Linked DNA regions of Mus musculus: region 1 is linked to region 2. A link is a contact called in public Hi-C data. All regions are on one chromosome and are shown on one strand. Each heading gives the region's core, a stretch centred on a gene start, on an enhancer-like site or on the middle of the called end of the contact. The rest is flanking DNA. Distances are from core to core; before and after follow the strand shown.

Region 1 (4,687 bases), core at 2,033-4,532, 200 kb before region 2:
TGTATATACAGATTTCAATTCTTAAGTGGAAATCTTAAACGTATACTCAAGAACACTGCATTCATCAACTATATCACAATTTCTTTACCTCCACTCTCCCTATGCCACCAGTCCCCTGGTAGACCAGGCTAGTACTCTGCTCATCTCTAAGCACTGGTATATGACAAAAATTAGAGGAACTCCTTGTTGTGAATCAACTCATAGATCCCTAGCAGTCCTTATCCCAGGACTGAAAGGATAGAGCTGTTTGAAGAATCAAAACAAAGCCACCGACTAAATTGAGGCTAATAAACTTCATGCACACTGAAGTGAGCTGTAGCTAAATGTGCTCTCCCGAGTCTAGCAACTACAGCCCTTATATCCCACTCATACATAGAACAGAACTGGGGTATGGTGGTACATACCTGTAATCCCACCTATCAGTGGCTGAGCAGGAGGACTGCTCTAAGTTCAAGGCCAACATAGGCTACATAGTTAGTCCCAGATTCAGTAAGTATTTCTAGTTACAGGGTCATTCTTAACAATGGTTCTGCTTGAAAATGAAATGCAGTTAGTAGACATTGTACTTGAGCTTAACTAATGGCCAATATCCATTATTCTTATTAAAAACTACTCTGCTTTCCCCTCATTAGCTATCCATACACTGTTCACTAAGTGACACTAGATAGTCAACATTTTTAAAAAATACAGACTTTTATATGACTTTGCCCAACTGGAGGCTAACATTAAGGATCTGTGCAAACTTGAGTTAGAGTGAGGCTAAGTAGTAGAATAGTCATCACACTGTTGGTTTAAAGTGTTTTGAACTTACTATGGGCCTGTTGGAAGGTAGCCCAAAGGTCAGGAAATGCCTGCCACAACTCTGGACCAAAGCTTCTGAACAGACCGACTCCCTGATGGTACATTTGGAGTGATAGAAACATCCAAAGGTAAAAATATTAAGTCAAACACTGGGCCAGATCTCCTTTAGACTTCAGAATGAGCACTGCAGTATTTAGTTACTGAGAGTAGAACTAAGCCCAGAATCACTCTGGTGCTGAGAGTCACAGGAGGTGACTTCCTTCCCACAGTATGTGAGAAGCCACAGGTTAGCACCAGTAAGCCTCGCCTGTACACTAGAGAGCCAGTAGGCAGATTGCAGAGGGTGCTGCTCACCTCTACTTGAGACAGTATTTCCTGAGCTTCCGTGTCTCCTCTCTCTATTCTGTACTGTCTGCCCCACTCTTCCTTCCAGATCCATCGAAACACCAGCACTGTGGGGCTCAAGCCTTCAAGCTCTTCTACGAATGCAGATCTATTTGTAGGAGTCACAATGGCGCTGTTTCCCTTCCCCATAGACATGAGGTAAATCACGATCTTGTCCCTGCTTTCTAACTGTATAGGATCATCAGCAGCAACCCCAGCATCACAGCACAAGAACAAGTTGCTCATTAATTTACTGGGTTTGAATTACAGTGGGAGTTGGCCGGCCTGAGGAGTTTCCAGTCCCCTTCTCTTCCTTGTATTAATGTAAGCGCTTGAGGAAGCTGACATTCTGGAAACATCAGTAACTTAAGCTGATAAATGAAATGCAGGGCTGTGCATCAGCTTACTAGTCTCCATGTACCATTTAGATCCTCATTCACTTACTTGCTTACATTGAAACAATCAGGGCCTGCAGTGTGCCATAAATTGCCCTAAGTTCATAGAGATCAGTAAAAGTCTGCATGCTATGACACCGACTTGGATAGGAAACTCTCCTTTTAAGCCTTTAGTATTCAGAGATGAAGGATGCAAAGATACTTGTTGAATATGCTACTAAAGTTTTTGGCTAAAGTCCAAGAAAATATGGAGAGAACTTATATATGTCTTTGTACCTGTGATAATGCAAGCCGGTGACAGCCACGTAACTCCCTGTTTCCCTATTAACACATAGACAATGTACTGTCCTACTGCTAATTATAAGTCTGGTTTCACAGAATATTAGGAAGGCCTGACTTCTACAAAAAGACAGCGAGGCTTCCATAACAATAAAAACTTACCTTAAATCTTAAAAAGCTTTCCCTATTAAAATCATATTCCAATTAGATAAGAGAACTTAAAATTGGGAGTTTGAGAAAACAAAATTCCCATAAGCGATGATTAGAGCTACAGAGCATTCTAGTATGCAGTAAATGCTCAGGTGCCAACTAGGCCTTCTGAAGAAACACACAAACAAAAGCAGCAGTCTTGGCATGGGGAGCTCGAGTTCTGAATCAAGCATCTACGAGCAGCTCAAGGAGACAAAGCCAAACAGCTTTTGTTACTCTAGTGGGAACAGCACAATTTTCAGGTTTTTATTTATTTGTTTTTAACAACACAGACCACTTAGCTTAAAGAAATCAGGGTACCAAACTAAGCACATTTGATCCACATAGATTCACAAAATGTGTAAGCATTTAGTTAATAAAAACCAGTCATCCTTTATACCCAGAATTGTCAGATGCAGCAAGAACTCATCTTCACTTAATCTGAAAAAGTCATTTTACAGAGTCCTGGGAATACAACTACACAAGTTCCTAAGATGCCTGACTTTACAGCAAATCGCGTTAAACTTTGGGTTTATTTATTTATTTTTTTACTAGCTTTAAGGAAACATCTCTTAATTTTTGTCTGGAACAGAAATGAACACAGCCCATACACTAAATGCCCATGGACTTCATCTCTGTTCAAGTTTGTTAATTCCTCTGATAGCAGACTCCAAGACTGTCCTAATTTGATGTGAGGAAACTCACAATGGGTTGGAATCTGAGTTTAAACCGGAACCGAGCCCAAGGAGATGACGTAGTAGGAAGTGCTTACCTGACACAACATGACAACTTGAGTGCAAGTTGTCCTCTGGTCTCCACATGCGCACACACTAAAATAAGCTCCTTTAAAACACTGCTCATAACCTTTGTTTTGTTGTTGTTGTTTTTTGGTTTTTCGAGACAGGGTTTCTCTGTGTAGCCCTGGCTGTCCTGGAACTCACTCTGTAGACCAGGCTGGCCTCGAACTCAGAAATCCGCCTGCCTCTGCCTCCCAAGTGCTGGGATTAAAGGCGTGCGCCACCACGCCCGCCCTGCTCCATAACCTTTTAAATATCAGTACCTCTTTATTATCTTAAAAAGAATGAATCTCAAATGGTTTTGCTTATGGATTACAGTTATCAATAACCACATTAGAAATTAAAGAAAACATGAAAACCACTTAATACTCTGAAAAGTAAGAAGAGAGGCTAGTGATGCAGCTCTGTGGTACAGGATGTGGTCAGTCTCTGCCAGCCCCTGGATTCAAGCCCCAGCAGTTCTCACCCACCAAAAAAAGGAACAGTGAAAATAAGAATAATAGACCCATTACATATTAACAAAAGGGATTGTTTGAAAACTATAATTTAGAAAAAAATTTGAAGAGAGTTTTTCTTCTTTTGTGTAAATATTTAGCTTAATTAAACACAGCTGGATTTTCATGTACACTCTGGTACTCATCTGCTGCTATAGGTCATAGTGACTGAAAATCACAAAGAGAATCTGGCTCAGAAATATGTGGCTGACAGTCAAGATTAACCATTACAATATGAGTAACCATCTCTGGGCAGTAGCCATTTTAAGCATTGTTCTGAAATCCTGGACTCATATCTGTCTACTAGACTATAGAAAGTATATAAAAAGTATAGACGTATACAAAGTATAAACTCTCCTGAAAGGAGGTCACTACTTGATGAAGGGATACAGAGAGTAAACAAGGATCACAGAGTACTATGTGACTGGACATCAGTGAAGGCTACACTGCAGCAAGAGCTGCAAGACCTGCTCTTGCTTCTTTTAACCAGCACGAGAGCTTGTTACTGGAGGAGGCATGGGTCTTCCTATCTGGAATGAGAGATAAAACAATTCTAAGAGCCTATTTGCATTAACATGGCATGCTTAAGCTATGATATTGCCTGAGTGCTGATAAAATGTTTTCAGAAACACCAGTGCTGTGGGGCTCAAGCCTTCAAGCTCTTCTAGGAATGCAGATCTATTTGTAGGAGTCACAATGGCGCTGTTTCCCTTCCCCATAGACATGAGGTAAATCACGATCTTGTCCCTGCTTTCTAACTGTATAGGATCAGCAGCAGCAATCAGAAACAAAAGAAGAACACTGTAAACAATTTCCCTATTATTCTTGCTAATTTTAAATAAGTTTTAGTGTTTTAAAAGTGAATATTTTGTGGTAGCTAGATGGCTCAGTAGGTAAAGGTGCTTGCCCCTAGGGCTGACCGGCTGAGTTAGCTCTCCAGGGTCCACCTGGTAGAAGGGATTGACTCCCCAAAGCTGTCCTCTGATCCCCAGGTGACACCCATCATGAACAAATGTAAGAGGAAATGGGACACTGATGACTTTCCTTAAATAATGAGCTCATAAACTATTAGGTTTTGGATTCTTTTGATTAAACATTATAAGGCCAAGACTATAAACAAAATCATGTTCTATATAATTTGCCCTTTCCCTATAGAATGCCTTTAAATATAATATTCTTTTCAGTGTTCTACATTCTTGGTTCAGATAGCTTAATAGATAAGGTGCTTTTGTGTGTGAGGGCCTGAGATCCTGAGTTCCATCCCAACTCTAGACAGAGTTGCTCTTTTGACTGTCACATGTGAGCCAGAGCACACTCAGTTGTTCTCATGTGCACACACACACATGCG
Region 2 (5,323 bases), core at 415-2,914:
CTGGACTATTGGAATTGTAGCATGATTTGTACAAACAATCCCCTCTGACGTGTTTGTTCTCTGGAGTCCCCTGGCCTGGTAATTCCTGAGTCAATTTCAGTTATCGCCATGGTGGCGGTTATTATGGACTCCTTAGAAATGACAAGTGTTGGATAGAACATTCTGTTTTCTCTCTAAGTAGAACATACTTCTAGAATCTCTGAATCCTCTGGAAATAGAAATGAATCATTTGTTCACACATTTACTCCACATACAAACATTCAATGGGCACATGCTCTGTATACAATCTTGTCAGTTGAAGAGAGATAGAGAGATAATAATAGCTCTTGGGACCTCAGGCTTCTCAGAGAGGCTGGCCTACGACTAGCAGAAGGTAGAATGAAAGTGTGCCTGAACTCTCTCCCTCTCCGTCTCTCCCTTTCACTTCCTCTGTCTCTCCCTCTCTTGCTCTCTTTCTCTCTGACATCAAAGCTGTGGCTTCTGACAGAATCTTTAAGAGGCCATTCAAACTGCTTCCACTGTACTCAGGGTAGATCTGTGGAGAAGTTTGCTGGGCTCTGGGACAAACTCCCCTCGACTTTCTCTGCTCAAGGAAAAACAGGAGGGCTCACAGGAGCTCACTGCCATGAAAAGCAAATGTGTTAAGAGGTTGTTGCCCTGTGGCCTCTAGGAGCCTTCCATCCCCTTTGTCCTCACTGCTTCTCCATGACTGTGCCTTGTCCATTCCTTCTGGAACACATTGTTACGTCCTCTTTTCCAATGGCAGGGGCTGTGCTGAGGTAGAGCTGGTTCCCTTCTACCTTGCTCCTTCCCCACCTGGAACTCAGCTCTCCTCTTTGTAGGGAATTTCGAGCACTGAATAGGCAGCAGCCCCCTCCATCCTCACAGAGAGCACCAACAGACCTGGGGTCTCACCATGGTCATCCAGAACCCATGTAAACCTTCATGAACCTTTTCAGCAGGGCTTCTAGACAGCTGGACTTGACCCAGGAGGGAAACAATCTCTAGGCATCTTTGGTAACAGCCATCACTTTCCACCCCCACAAATTTATTTTTAAATCACTCTGAGATATGCATGATGATAAGCAATGTGTGGGTGGAATGATTGCTGTTAGTCAGGTGCCTCTTCTTTCAGGAAGTGCTCTGTAAATATCTTGGGGCTGAAGTAGACCCTCCCGCTGCTGAGCCCCTCTCACCATCCATCCAAGAGAAGCTTTCTCCTTTAGGGTCTCTTTCTCCTGCATGTATAACCTGGAACTATGCGCCAGTGTGAGTTTACCTTCTCCATCTCTCCACTCCGGAGTAGGCGACTCCAGATAGGACTGTGGAGTCCTCCATGATGACAAGAGACCTGTCCTGGAAGACCTTCTGGGAAACCCAGCGGAAGAGCCGTGGACTTGTTTGTGGATAACTGGTTGGCTCAGAGGATTCCAAATCCCAACCATGAATTTTTCCTTCTGAACCTATCATTAGGTCTGATTTTGTGCCAAACCAGTTCTGAAGCAAGACAGTGTAAGCAAGCCTGTTCATTCACTGTTATTTTTAGGGCAGATCTGTTTCTCATTGACTGGGGCCCACTGGGCCCCTCCCTTGCTTTGTCACACTCAGGACAGTCAGCTTGGCAGCACACCAAAGACCATGCTTGCCCAGAGGTGCCCTCGCCTGCCTCTCCTGACTGGCGGGTACCGGCCTGAGCTAAAGCTGCCTTTGTTTTGTCACAGTGGGTTATTTTTTCTTGGGCTTGGATGGCTCAGCAAAAGTTATTGGACGCTCTGCAGGGTACAAGCGCCGAGCAGCACAGTTTATATTGGAACTGGTGTACACTGTTCTAGTATTCGTGGGCAGGGGGAAGGGTCACACACAAGTCAGTGCTGTCTGATTCTTAAGCTAGGAGCCCTTCCGCAGTAACAGTAGTGCTGATAGGAACAGATGAGCAGGGGGAGCAGATGAGCGGGGGAACCAATAAAGCATAGAACAGACACTTGCTTGTCTTCAGCAGTAGCCACCCTCAGGCATCATGGGGGTGGGGGACGAGAGACAACAAAAAGAAAGTGATATTTAAATCAGGTCAAACACAGCTACCACCTCTTCCTCCCCTCCCTCCTTGCTCCCCCAGCCTGGAATCCTCTGTCTGCTCTCATCTTCTGTGACATCAGCTGTCTCCTTTGCCACAGAGAGTGTGGAATTTGAGCTTTCATGCCTGGCTTAATTTGCTCAACCTAATGAGCTCTGCTTCCGCCCCCGCTGCCACCCATTCTTTTCCTGGCTGCATAGTATTCTGCTGCATGCACGGACCGTGCTTTTCCTATCTATCTATCAGGTAATGAGAACTGAAGCCGTTTCCATCTGTTCGTGGACACTGTGACCGATAACCCAGGAGCACAGGAGTTGATTTAATGTCCTTTATATGTTTGTTCATATTGATATTATGCAATGTTTATATTAATGAAAATACCACTTGATATTCCATTAATGTGTTCAATTTTATATTTTTTTTAGCTAAAGTTAGGAGGTCAATCTAATTTAAACTTAAAAAGAAATAGTAATAAGACAGGAGAGATGTCTCCATGGTCAAGAGCACTGAATACCCTTCTCAAGGACCTGGGTTTGATTCCCATCACCCAAATAGTGGCTCATAACCATCTGTGTATAACTCCAGTTCCTAAGGATCTAACACCCACCCCAAGCATCCATGGATGCACAAACATATGTACAGACAAAACACCCATTCAAATAAAATAATATTGGTATTAATGCGTGCGCGCATACACACACACACACACACACACACACACTGCTTCAGTGCTTCTGTGGGCCTGCTTTCCCCTCAGGGTCTCCTCTTTCATCTGTGTCCTACTTTAAGTGTCTGCAGAGCTGTCTACAACTCCTGACATTCCTTTCTCAGAATTCCCAGGGACTTCCCTCCAAGACTGTGTGTCTTCCTGTCCTCCATCCTCAAGGCTGCTGAATTCCTGGGAATGATCAAATACGCATGTACCAAGAACCTCACACAGACTATGAGGTCAGTGAAGTCAGAGGAGCAACTTCATCCTAGCCCAGCCTCAAGTACTTTCTGGGGTGGGAGGGGGTGGAGGCGGGGGAAGAGGGACTGTGGGGTGGAGTGGGGATGGGGGTCACTTACTATTGTTCTCATCTGGCTCTGAGTCTGTCTTCCTATGTGCCTCCATGTGAAGCCATCTTTTAACTCCCTTCTCCTCTTGACACTATATAGAAAGGGCATCCCCCAGGCTTGTCCCTGGGACCATGTGTGCAGATACTTAGGTAACACTTTACAAATTAAAAGACCCTTTTCTAACCCTCCTTCTATAGAAGCCTCTTTCCCAACAATCCCGTGAGCTCACACTGGAGTTCAGACAGTTTCTGGTAGTGCTAGGCCTTAACTCTAGCTTGTTTCACTCCACATTCAGGTCCTTCTGTCTCTCAGGGACAGCCAGAATGTTGCAGAATGAGGACCAGGAAGAAGCAGCTGGGTCTCTGAAGCCAGTGGTGTTCTGGTAAGAAGATCTGAGGGTGTGGATGGCAGGACTGGGAGCGATGCAAATCTGGCAGGAAATGTCTTGCTTCAAATCACCTACAGGTTTTCTTTCTCAGGCTCAGCATTTGCCTGCTTTCTTTCATTTTCTCCTCCACCAACGGTTGCTTCTGACCACAGCTGCTCCTCATAGGCGAGTGCTCATTTCCTCATTCTCTGCCCAGTGTTTCTCTGTGGGCAGTGGTACTTCTGGTCCCTCAGTTTCCCTGCCTGGTCCCAGCAGGCTCACCGGCCCTCCACAGCAGGCTGAGTTCCTGTGTCTCACTCTCAGCTGGCTGAGACCACATGCTTTCTGCTAATATGAATGTGACTGAGCTTGGAGTCCCCGTTCCAGAGACACCCTCAGAAGGCCTTCATCTTCCAGACGTTTCTCGAGCGGATGTTGGGTTTAGTGGTGACCCCACTAATTGTCTCCCAACTCTTTTATGTTCTTTCCACACATGGCCTCCAGAACGCTGTGGCCTCTGGTTTTCCCTCAGTCCCATTGGCTGATCCATCTCAGGCTTGGAAACATTCTCATCTTACTGGAGTACTGCAGGCCTTGCCCTTTATTTTCCTTTCTGCTTTAAGCATACCTACTGCTGTGGTGATTGTAGCCACACGGATGCTCTAAGCATCACCAGTATACCAACATTCCCCACAATAATGTCCCTACACTGCATTCAGGCTCCTTGCCCAGCGGTGTAATCAGCATTCCCACTTTGATGTTTGATGGACACATCAACCTTAACTGTGTTCTCTAGGGACTCCTAGTCCTGCTTACGGTCCTGCTGCACTCCAGTGTTCTGTACTCCAGGTTCTCCATGCCCTGGCTGGGAGCTTTACTTTGCCTGATACTCAGAGCCACCTAGGATGCCTTTCCCTAATCCATACCCAATCCTTGGCTCGTCCTTAAACGAATCCAGAAGTGTTCAGGTTACCTGGGCCCAGGCATTAAAGTGCAAGTGTTTGTGTTGAATCTTATCTTCCTTCTCCTGTTCACCACTACCTCTCTCTTAGCTTCCTTGACCCTGTTGCCTGTGGTTCACATTTGACTAATCTGTCCGAATGATCACTTTACACTTTAAAACATATGTTGGTCCAGGGACATCTCCTCCTCCAGATCTTGATGGCATTCCTTGATGCTCAGAATAACTCAAAATCCTTCCAGTATGTACTATGCTGATTGCATAGTAGCTATGGGCTCCACTAGTCCCCAGGTCTCCTTTATAAAGCAACTGTACAGCCCATCTCCAAGGGGCTCCACAGGGGCATGGTCTATATCCTGGTCCCTGAAATCTGGCCCTGTGGCTTGCTTTGGCCTGCAGAAAGCAACTTAAATGACAATGTGCCACTTCTGAGCCTGGTCTCTTTCAGAACCCTGCTGTATCCACATAAACAAGACCTAAGCTGCCTGCAGGATGGCATTGATACTTTTCCGCATTGTTGTAACAAAATGTCTGGAGAAGCAGCTTCAGGAAGGAAGGTTCATCTTTAGCTCACAGTTTGAGGATACTGTCCACAGAGGGGAAGGTATGGTGGCAAGAACTGCTGTAGCTCTGGCCGCAGGAATGTGACCCCGCTAGACACACTGTGTTCGGTCAGGAAGCTGGAGCTCAGCAGCTTAGTCTGTCTGGGACCCCAGCCTGTGCTATGGTGCTGTCCTCTGTCCAGACCTGCCTTCTTTCCTCAGTTGAATCTCTGTGGAAAGGTCCACACAGATACACGTGTTTCCTAGGAGATTCTAAATTCCTTCAAGCTGGCATAAGATTAGTCATCAAACCTTTGCCC

The links. A called contact is a pair of places that touch in the nucleus more often than the background predicts.
Region 1: a Hi-C map of CD8 T cells shows a contact between it and region 2, with 2.1 times the contacts expected there. The contact joins the enhancer-like site here to the promoter of 1700019J19Rik in region 2. A contact is called at or near these places in 11 of 484 Hi-C or Micro-C datasets (B cells, CD4 T cells, CD8 T cells and 6 more) and 5 of 115 datasets of contacts at active chromatin or transcription factors (CD8 T cells, T-cell acute lymphoblastic leukemia, embryonic stem cells and 2 more).

Annotation. Positions count from the first base shown.
Region 1 is chr9:14,292,651-14,297,337 of GRCm38.p6, reverse strand. All of the region lies in intron 1 of Sesn3 (sestrin 3), which reads right to left. Among named protein-coding and RNA genes, the nearest start is that of Sesn3, 19 kb to the right of the region's middle. Within about 2 kb of position 3,282, at least 38 of the 459 cell types and tissues checked have an H3K27ac peak or open chromatin away from gene starts, as enhancers often do. A contact at or near this core is called in B cells and CD8 T cells, where this site is marked.
Region 2 is chr9:14,086,418-14,091,740 of GRCm38.p6, reverse strand. 1700019J19Rik (RIKEN cDNA 1700019J19 gene) reads right to left here and starts at 1,664. Exons shown (of 4, transcript NR_166640.1): 1 at 1,280-1,664.